Linked DNA regions of Mus musculus: all the other regions are linked to region 1. The links are chromatin contacts, called in public HiChIP or PLAC-seq maps. All regions are on one chromosome and are shown on one strand. Each heading gives the region's core, a stretch centred on a gene start, on an enhancer-like site or on the middle of the called end of the contact. The rest is flanking DNA. Distances are from core to core; before and after follow the strand shown. Region 1 has its middle 32 kb from the start of Slco3a1. Region 2 has its middle 64 kb from the start of Gm39037. Region 3 has its middle 38 kb from the start of Gm39037.

Region 1 (3,446 bases), core at 257-2,756:
TCATTTACATTTCCAATGCTATACCAAAAGTCCCCCATACCCACCCACCCCCAATCCCCTACCTACCCACTCCCCCTTTTTGGCCCTGGTGTTCCCCTGTACTCGGGCATATAAAGTTTGCGTGTCCAATGGGCCTCTCTTTCCAGTGATGGCCGACTAGGCCATCTTTTGACACATATGCAGCTAGAGTCAAGAGCTCCGGGGTACTGGTTAGTTCATAATGTTGTTCCGCCTATAGGGTTGCAGATCCCTTTAGCTCCTTGGCTACTTTCTCTAGCTCCTCCATTGGGAGCCCTGTGATCCATCCATTAGCTGACTGTGAGCATCCACTTCTGTGTTTGCTAGGCCCCGGCATAGTCTCACAAGAGACAGCTACATCTGGGTCCTTTCGATAAAATCTTGCTAGTGTATGCAATGGTGTCAGCGTTTGGATGCTGATTATGGGGTGGATCCCTGGATATGGAAGTCTCTACATGGACCATCCTTTCATCTCAGCTCCAAACTTTGTCTCTGTAACTCCTTCCAAAGGTGTTTTGTTCCCACTTCTAAGGAGGGGCATAGTGTCCACACTTCAGTCTTTATTTTTCTTGAGTTTCATGTGTTTAGGAAATTGTATCTTATATCTTGGGTATCCTAGGTTTTGGGCTAATATCCACTTATCAGTGAGTACATATTGTGTGAGTTCCTTTGTGAATGTGTTACCTCACTCAGGATCATGCCCTCCAGGTCCATCATTTGGCTAGGAATTTCATAAATTCATTCTTTTTAATAGCTGAGTAGTACTCAGGGAAATACAAATCAGAACAACCCTGAGATTCCACCTCACACCAGTCAGAATGGCTAAGATCAAAAATTCAGGTGACAGCAGATGCTGGCGTGGATGTGGAGAAAGAGGAACACTCCTCCATTGTTGGTGGGATTGCAGGCTTGTACAACCACTCTGGAAATCAGTCTGGTGGTTCCTCAGGAAATTGGACATAGTACTACCGGAGGATCCAGCAATACCTCTCCTGGGCATATATCCAGAAGATGCCCCAACTGGTAAGAAGGACACATGCTCCACTATGTTCATAGCAGCCTTATTTATAATAGCCAGAAGCTCTAAAGAACCCAGATGCCCCTCAACAGAGGAATGGATACAGAAAATGTGGTACATATATGGTTTTCTACAGAATCAGCACCCTAGCTCTTGTGGCCTCTCACAGGAAACCACCCCATCTCACTTTAGAAAGCACTGATTGGGTGAGTCTGGCTTTCTTTTCTCGCCTTACTTTCTTTTCTCAAGTCTTCATCATAATTTATGTGGTAGTTAAAAAAAAATGTCACAAGTTCTTCCAAACTCTACTCTAAAAGATGAAGGCCAAATTTCCTCCTATGAAATGTGGTTAGAATTATTACTCCAGTTCTTAAAAATCAATTGTGGGACAAGTGACAGAATGTGGGTCTCTTTTGTGGAACTCTCATTCTGGGGCAAGTTGGCTACCATGCTATGAGGAGAATTTGGCATCAATGAGAAGGCCATGCAGTGAGTAAGAGATATGTGGCACCATTTTAAAGCAGGTCCTCCAGCTTTAGTTAAGATTTCAGAGAGCTACAAGCCCAGGAAATATCACTAGTGGACCTGAGCCACAACCACTCAGCCTGGCTGCCCAAAATCCCTAGCGTATTCACATCCAGATAATAAAGGCTTATGAATTTAAAACTTTAACTGTTGGTCTGTTCTGCATCTCAGTAAATAACTGATGAAACATATGATAATAGTAAATCTCATTAGCATTTACTAAATATACTGGAATATAATCTCCTTGTAGAAAAGAATCATATCTGTTTGTCTCATCATTTGAATCTCAGTGTATGCCGTAAAGTCAATCCTTAATACCCATTATTGATTAAATAAATGAAGAAGATCTTAGTCCATGGCTAATGTTACAATGTTCACTCTGAACTTATTTCCTCACTTAATTCTCACAGCTTTAATGTAACAGTGTATTTATTATTCTTGTTTTGCCGAGGCAATCCAAGGCTTAGTGGGGCTACATTTCTTAGTTTCCAAATCTCTATAACCCTACACCCCTGGGTGTTTGTGTGCGAACTGTATAATTAGTCAGATACACATACCCAGTGCCCTTTCTCAGAACTCTGAAAATGAGGCCAAAGAGTGGCAAAAGCTTCCACAGACAACTGAAAATCAAGCCGGTCCCATGGCCCAATATGGTTTGGATAAGCCTGTTCCCAGGGTTCATATACTGAAAGCTTGGTCATCCATTTGGCAATGGGAGAGGCTGTGGAAACTTTAAGAGGTAGGGTCCATTCAGGGATGGGTTGGACTGGGTCATTGAAGTTACTGATCTCAGAAGGAATTAATGCTGGTCTCACATACTGGGTTATAAAGCCTAGTCTGTATTTTTGGGTCATAGATTATTCTAGACTATTTTAGATAGACTATTCTAGACTAGTTCCCTTTCCATGCCTCAATCATTTTGTGATGTGGCTCAGGAGGCTCTCACCAGAGGCCAAACAGATGGGTTTCTGTGACTCCCCCCCACCTCCACCAAGGATAGTCGGTTGAGATCAATCCACAAGGGCGAATTGTACAGAGACAAAGAATAGGATGGTTCAGAAGCCCTGTGAGTATGTCTGGTAATAACACACCAGGGCCAGCTGTGGGAAGACAGATCAACTTTACTGGGGTGATTCAATGGTTTTGGGGTAAGGGGATAGGAATATCCAGGGTAGGCAAATGTCATTGGCTGATTGAAGGCTTAAGATACCAAGATGCCTCATAAGCATAAGGAAACATTTCAGGAATCCCAGGTGCTATCCAAACAGGTTCTTATCTGGAGAAAGAAAGTTGATACCACCAAAAAGAAAACACATGGTGGGACTCATGGCTCTAGCTGCATATGTAGCAGAGGATGGCCTAGTCGGCCATCAATGGGAGGAGAGACCCTTGGTCCTGTGAAAGTTCTATGCCGCAGTAAAGGGGCATGCCAGGATCAGGAATGGGAGTGGGTGGGTTGGGGAGCAGGGGGAGGGGATAGGGGATTTTTGGAGGGAAAACTAGGAAAGGGGATAACATTTGAAATGTAAATAAAGAAAAGGTGCTGAAGGGGGTCTGCAGCCGTATAGGTGGAACAACAATATGAACTAACCACTACCCCACAGAGCTTGTGTCTCTAGCTGCATATGTAGCAGAAGATGGCCTAGTTGGCCTTCATTGGGAAGAAAGGTCACTTGGTCTTGCAAACTTTATATGCCCCAGTACAGAGGAACGCCGGGGCCAAGAAGTGGGAGTGGGTGGGTTGGGGAGCAGGGCGAGGGGAGGGTATAGGGGACTTTCGGGATAGCATTTGAAATGTAAATAAAGAAGATACCTAATAAAATATTGAAAAAAAAAGAAAATATCAAATAAAAATGATAAAAAATTAAATAATAATAATAAAAAT
Region 2 (3,446 bases), core at 509-3,008, 100 kb before region 1:
GTCTCTTGTTAGCAATAAAAGGTGGTCTCATCCTATTCCCAAAGGCCTCATTTCCAAATATCATTCCATCAGGAGCTTCAATATATAAGCATGAAAAGGGGACACAGTTCAATCCATAGCCCGAGTCACACTCTAGCCCTTCATACGGTGATCAGGAGAATCCCGTGCTCCGAAGCCCAACAGCCAGCCACGTGTGAGCAGTAGTTCTCAGGCCAGCCTTCTGCTCTAGACTCACTTCAGATCTTCCAGACTTCCCAACCTATGCTGGATCCTCTGGCTCTCAGGGGCAGGGGCACCTGGTCCTGTTCTGTAACCTGTGCCTATTTCTACTGTGTTCCAATAGTTCAACTGTGAATCTCTAAGGAGCCATGCAGAATGCAGAGTGCCACGCCACATTAGTTTCATCCTATAGTTAAAATAGACATGAGTAATATCAAGAGATAGAGTAAAAGTGCAATACGGTACTCAAAACTGATGAATTGGGGGCATTTTCAAATAATGTGTTTACTTCCATTTATAATGGCTTTGTCGAAAACATCCTGATGACAGAGTTAGCTCTCACTATTCACTAACTGTTTGCCCTGTGGAATCTGGCCTGAGACATAGCCACAGAGTGACTCTACTCTGCTGTACACCACAAGACCCCGAGTCTATGCAGAATAAGCACAACATAGAAGACATTTCCCTGAAGTCAAGTGTAACTGGAGTTGTTGGTCTCATCCAAGACCCTAGCCTCACATTACAGAAGGAGAGTGATACCCAGGAATAGTTCAAAATACAAAGTGCAGCCATCCCTGAACTACACAGAAACCAGCTTTCTACTATCAAAAGGAGGCCAAGCCCATTCCTTCCTGCTTTGGTACATAAGGGCTGGGGGGATCCCTTATGAAGCCTTTATGAACCTGACTTTAAAACAGAGGGCAAATTAGAGAAAGGCAGAGGCTAGGCACTATTTGAAGTAGTAGAGGTTTCTGTGCTGGTCACTGTTCTAGGCACGAGTTATGCTTGACTACTTAGCAGTTTTCTCATCTGAAAGCTGTAAGTTCTCCCCAAGTCTCATGGGGGTCAGCTAATCTTTAAGTAAAACCTACTCTTGCAAAAATCCTCCATGTGTTGACCCTTCCAAAAACTCCAAACCAGAAAGCACATCTCAAGCCCCAATGCATTGCACACACCCTCAACCCACTTTTCAGTGGCTCAGAACCACCTACTGAGCTGACCTCAAAGCTCAGGATGTGTGTGTGGTGGGCAAGGGGGGGGGGGACCTTTTCAGTTGTTTTTCTGCCTGCCTTCTCTGAGTTTAAGAACAGTGAAGACTTAGCTGCTGTAAAGCAAGAGAAAATTTTAGACAAACAAATGAAGGTATTACTTGTATACTGGCATCCATGAATGGCTGAGATGAGAAATATTAACTACACAACAGCCAAAAATAATGAAGGCTCAGACACTGGACTCCCAACTGCATTAAATGTCTTCCCCCCAATTTTTATATTGACTAGGCACTAACTTGAGAATCTCTAGTGTTTCACCCAAAACCACAAAGTGGGAGGTTTTTCTTTTTAACCAGATCTAACACTTGAATATGATATTGGGTTTTAAGCCAGAATTAATTTCAGAAACAAATTCATTGCTGACTTAGCAAATCAGTTGAGATTTACTAATGACTAGCACTTTTAGATGACACAGACAAGAGGCTGGTTTAAGTGATAAATACTCATTTCACAAATCAATACAGATGCCTATGAAGTGCTTAAGGAGACACACCAATGGCTAAGACAGGCTCTGAAGCCACCCAGTGTGACGTCAGAGCCTCTTAACTGAGTTTTCTAGAAACCCAAAACTGTAACAAAGAATCTTTTAAAAATATTTGAAACTATGCATAATATGTATGTATACATAAACAGTTACATGTACTATTTGTAGTTTTAGGTAAATATAAAGTGATATGATTCCCTGTGGCTATTTCAGATATCCTTTGTGTTAAATCATCTCTTTCCTCCCTCTTCTGTATTGTCCTTCATGCCCCATCTCAACTAGAGCAGCACCCTGTTTTCTCATATTCCTCTTCATACCATTGTAAATATGTTCTAGCCTGCTATCCTTCTATCCAGAGCTCCCCTAGCCAGGGTTCCTTTATACTTTCCTGGTTTGTGTTATATATTCAATTCTGAATAGTTGAGCGAGTGACTGCCGATGAGAGACAGTATGCTGCATTTGCTGTGTTGGTCTGGGTTGCCACACTCAGTGTTATATTTTCTTATTCCCTCTCTTCTCCTGCAAATTCAATGGTTTTAGGTTTCTGTTTTCAACATGTTTTAATCAGAACAGACTTACACCACTTTTCTCCCTCCCTTTCCTTCCTTCAGCCCCTCCCAGATACCCTCCCTCAAACTCTCCCCATGTTCACGCCCTGACACACACTTTCAAGTTGACAGCCTCTCTTTCTCTGATTGTTATTGTTAAATACATGCTTATGTGCATGCACAAATGTATGTATATTAATACAACCTGATCGGTTGACTTCTCTTGGTGGTATGTGTATATTTTCAAGATAGATAATTCTGAATTGGACAACCAATATAGCGGGCCACACCATTGTAGAGTAGAGGCTACCTCTCCTTCACCTAGAGTCATTAGTCACCTGTAGTTCTTTGTCTCAGACCCTGCAACATATCTCCCTACAGCTGAACAGTGTTCCACAGTGCGCATGCACCATCTTCTCATGAAGAATAGTTAGATTTTTTTTTTCCTATTTCCTGGCTATTGTGAGTAAGAGCAGCAATGAACGCTGCTGAGAAATATCTGTGGAATAGGATGTCGGGTCCTTTTGGGTATATGATGAGGAGTGGTACAGTAGTGTCACATGGTAGAATTATTTTTAGCTTTTTAAGAATTCTCCACACTGATTTCTATACTTGCTGGAGCAGTTCACATTCCCACTAACAGTGAGTGAGAATTGCCTTCCCCTCTTGCATTGTTTGTTTGTTGTTTTCTCAGTAACTCTGGAATTCTTGGGTAAGATTGACACTCAAAGGGAATGGAGAAATCTGACCAGGCCCCACCCATAGAGGAAGAACTACAGATAATGACTACTTCGGGGAGAAATAGTATTTTCCAGGGATGAACCCCCTAAATGGGTGTCTAATGCCATCCAGTCAGCCCTAAAAAATGCAAAGAAGAAACACTAAATGTTTCTACACTAGACTGTATTTTTTGCACAGACACACACACACACACACACACACACACACAGAAGGAGACAGACAGACAGACAGACAGACAGACACATACACACAGCAGTAATCACTAAAGAAAAAGAGCCATATTTTAAAGGGAGCAAGGAAGTATAGGGGCTAGAGGAAAGAGAGGGGAAGGAAAATAATGTAATTCTATCTTAATTAAATGAGATGTTTTATTGTCTTTGAAATTTTCAATGTACTTTGATC
Region 3 (3,446 bases), core at 263-2,762, 77 kb before region 1:
TTAAACCTGGCAAACGTAAGTAGTTTAGAAAGTAGAACTGTAACAGTTTGAGTTTCTTCACTTTTACAAGTAGGCCAATTTTCCACAGTTGGGAAAGTGGGTAAATTCTTGGTAGTGCAAGGATTTTAAAACAAATATGATAGTTTAAAATTAAATTTTCTTCAGAAAGCACAGACAAAAGATCACTGTACAAGATCCCTTCTGAATCAGAACAATTGACAGCACCTTTCTGGCTACTTTCCATTTGGGAACATTCAGTCACAGACTAAAGAAGTTTTGCCTCTCTGCCTAATGATGGAGAAAACAATATCATGGTGGTGAACAATGGGTCCTGATTATAAAGATTACTACAAAGACACTGTATGTGTAACACACTCCCACTACTAAATAGACTCAATGACCTCCCACCTCATAGTAGGTTGAGTTGTTGAATGTTCCCTGTGCATCCATAAAACGAGAAATCATATCTTTTTCTGACGTTTCCAGTCTCACTTCCTGAAAAATTATGCACTGGTCATGATGAATAGCCACTGGCAAATACCATTTGGGACCATCCGAAGCTTCATTACACATTTGCCTAAAAAACAGCCTCTTTTGGTTAATATTTTTAATGCAGTTCTCAAATCCAGCTCCACTGGGATAGAGAATCAATACAGGCAACAAATGAACTCAGGAAACAAAGAAGATGAAGTATTATCACCAAGAATCAAGATCCAGGAAATGGTTTGCTTTGAGCTATTATCAGTTGCCATAAGATGCCAATCTCTACCATACAATTTACATTGAATGGTATTTATTAATAAACATATAAAAGCCTATTTAGTAAGCATTGGCAGCAGTAACCATCACCACCTTTTATCACAATGGTGTTGTTTTACTGACAATCATAATGTTCTCTACCTTTATCTCCACTACTACACATAAAGTGACTGAAATTCAGAAGGACTAAGTCATACCATCATTTGAGCCTCAAATACAGATTTCCTTCACTTTAGCCATCAAGCACTTCCAAAACTTAACATCGTTACTTCATAAGGAGTGGCACTTTTCTTGTATGAGCAACTCCACACAGATCTGACACCCATGGCAAAGCAAATGAGAGCCCAGAGAAGAGGCCATTATTTCAGCAAACCGTTAAAAACACAAGACAAAACCAAAGAAGACAAGTTAAACATTCAGTTGTTACTTAACTCTAATTGCCTCTGTTTTTCCATCTTAAAGTATGGTTCAAACCCATGTAAACATTGAACAGAAGTGATTTTTTTTCACCATGAGCCACCTGCTCAAGAGAATATCTTTCAGCTTTTTTTCTACCCTTGAATCAACATACATTGCTTTCCTTTAAAAAAAAAAAGAGTAACAAAAATGTATCTGTATGATATGCAAAAACAGACTCTCAAAAAAAAAAAAAAAAAAAAAAAGCCCAAACAGCAGTTTTGTTGTTTTCAACAGGAAACATTGAACCCAGTGAAGAAGGTGTCTGAGAAGCTGGGTAAGATGAGAGGCTCCAGTTCTGCAGACTGCATCACAGTGGTGGAGCACAGGGCAACCACAGAGGACTCAGAGGCACACTGGGTAACTCTGCCGTATACACAAATTAAGCATCACCCAAGTAACTGAAAATAAAAGATGCCACACTTGATCTATAGTACAAATATCCTTCAATACACATAACTTTTCATGCACAGAATTATCAACAGTATTGTATAAAATTATGATCAGGTTGTATATGTAAGGTCTATGTGAAACAAATTTCTTTTGGCCCTGACATGTCCCATATAAGGAGATATAAGCCAAGCATTCTAGATGTAAATCAAAGTTTAAAAAAACCTTTAAACTACATTTAAAATACATGTACATCCAAAATCTGAGGAACCAGCAATACCACTCCTTGGCATATACCCAAAAGGTGTTCCACATGCTCCATCATGTTCATAGCAGCTATATTTATAATATCCAGAAGCTAGAACAACCCAGATGTTCCTCAACAGAGGAATGGATACAGAAAATGTGGTATATTTACACAATGGTATATTTACACAACTCAGCTATTAAAAACAATGACTTCATGAAATTCTTAGGCAAATGGATGGAACTAGAAAATATCCTGAGTGAGGTAACCCAGTCACAAAAGAACACACATGGTATGCATTCACTGATAAGTGGATATTAACCCAAAACCCAGAATACCCAAGATACAATTCACAGACCACATGAAGCTCAAAAATAAGGAAGACCAAAGTGTGGCTGCTTCGGTCCTTCTTAGAAGGGGAAACAAAATACTCACAGGAGGAAATATGGTGATAAAGTGTGGAGCATAGACTGAAGGAAAGGCCATCCAGTGACTGTCCCACCTGGGGATCCACCCTATATACTGTCACCAAGCCCAGACACTATTGTGGATGCCAAGCAGTGCATGCTCACAGGAGACTGATATAGCTGTCTCCTGAGAGGCTCTGCCAGAGCCTGACAAATACAGAGGTGGATGCTCACAGCCAACCATTGGAATGAACATGGAGTCCCCAATGGAGGAATTAGAGAAAGGACTGAAGGAGCTGAAAGGGTTTGCAACCCCATAGGAAGAACATCAATATCAACCAACCAGATGCCCCAGAGCTCCCAGGGATGAAACCACCAACCAAAGAGTACACATGGAGGGACCCATCATAGCTCCAGCCACGTATGTAGTAGAAGATGGCATTGTCAGGCAACAATGAGAGAAGAGGCCATTGGTACAGTGAAGACTCGATGCCCCAATGTAGAGGAATGTCAGGGGATGGGGAGTGAAGCAGTATTGGGTGAGTAAACACCCTCATAGAAACAGGGGATGGGGGATGGGATAGGGGGTTTCCAGTTTGGAGGGAAACCAGGAAGGGGGATAATGTAAATAAAGGAAATATCCAATAAAAAAAATCAAGTGGCTATTGTCATAGCAAATAAATGACTAAATGTCAATCGCAAACAGGACATACCAAAGGAATGGAGAGAGTTTCCTCTTGTGCCCCATTTTATAGTTGGTAAAATGAAGTATGTTTTCAGACATTTGTCTATAAAATCACAGCCCTTAAAATTGCAAGAACTCTCTTCATGAAATGTTAGAGAGTAAAATGCACTGGAAAATATTACCTCAGGCTATAGCAGAATTGAGGATATGGAGAACCAGAGAGAAGAAACCAAAGATTGGGTTGTTAAGTCATTTGTCCTAGCTCAGATTTGGGGAACACGAGTGTGACTATTTTGGTTCCCATGGCAAAGAACCCAAACAAAGCATTAATAACACCATGTTTAGGGATCCAAAATAAAAAGAACAACAGCTTAACATCTATTTTCTTGAAATAGTGATTCATAGACTCTGTGAAACAGCAGTGGCAGCGGCAGCCAGTCTCTCTAGATGCTTGACTCACGGATCTCATTAATCTGGGATGCTGTGGTAGTGAGGTTCCCAC

What was found. HiChIP or PLAC-seq counts read pairs in DNA pulled down with a chosen protein or histone mark.
Region 2: a CTCF HiChIP or PLAC-seq map of CD8 T cells shows a contact between it and region 1, with 8 read pairs. The contact joins two enhancer-like sites. A contact is called at or near these places in 1 of 15 datasets of contacts at CTCF or cohesin (CD8 T cells), 4 of 484 Hi-C or Micro-C datasets (CD8 T cells, the HPC-7 cell line, Th2 cells and 1 more) and 1 of 115 datasets of contacts at active chromatin or transcription factors (CD8 T cells).
Region 3: a BATF HiChIP or PLAC-seq map of CD8 T cells shows a contact between it and region 1, with 5 read pairs. The contact joins two enhancer-like sites. A contact is called at or near these places in 1 of 15 datasets of contacts at CTCF or cohesin (CD8 T cells), 1 of 484 Hi-C or Micro-C datasets (cerebral cortex) and 3 of 115 datasets of contacts at active chromatin or transcription factors (CD8 T cells, double positive thymocytes and embryonic stem cells).

The regions. Positions count from the first base shown.
Region 1 is chr7:74,585,466-74,588,911 of GRCm38.p6, reverse strand. No RefSeq gene overlaps it. Among named protein-coding and RNA genes, the nearest start is that of Slco3a1, 32 kb to the right of the region's middle. Within about 2 kb of position 1,506, at least 5 of the 459 cell types and tissues checked have an H3K27ac peak or open chromatin away from gene starts, as enhancers often do. A contact at or near this core is called in CD8 T cells, where this site is marked.
Region 2 is chr7:74,688,688-74,692,133 of GRCm38.p6, reverse strand. No RefSeq gene overlaps it. Among named protein-coding and RNA genes, the nearest start is that of Gm39037, 64 kb to the right of the region's middle. Within about 2 kb of position 1,758, at least 24 of the 459 cell types and tissues checked have an H3K27ac peak or open chromatin away from gene starts, as enhancers often do. A contact at or near this core is called in CD8 T cells, where this site is marked.
Region 3 is chr7:74,662,092-74,665,537 of GRCm38.p6, reverse strand. No RefSeq gene overlaps it. Among named protein-coding and RNA genes, the nearest start is that of Gm39037, 38 kb to the right of the region's middle. Within about 2 kb of position 1,512, at least 10 of the 459 cell types and tissues checked have an H3K27ac peak or open chromatin away from gene starts, as enhancers often do. A contact at or near this core is called in CD8 T cells, where this site is marked.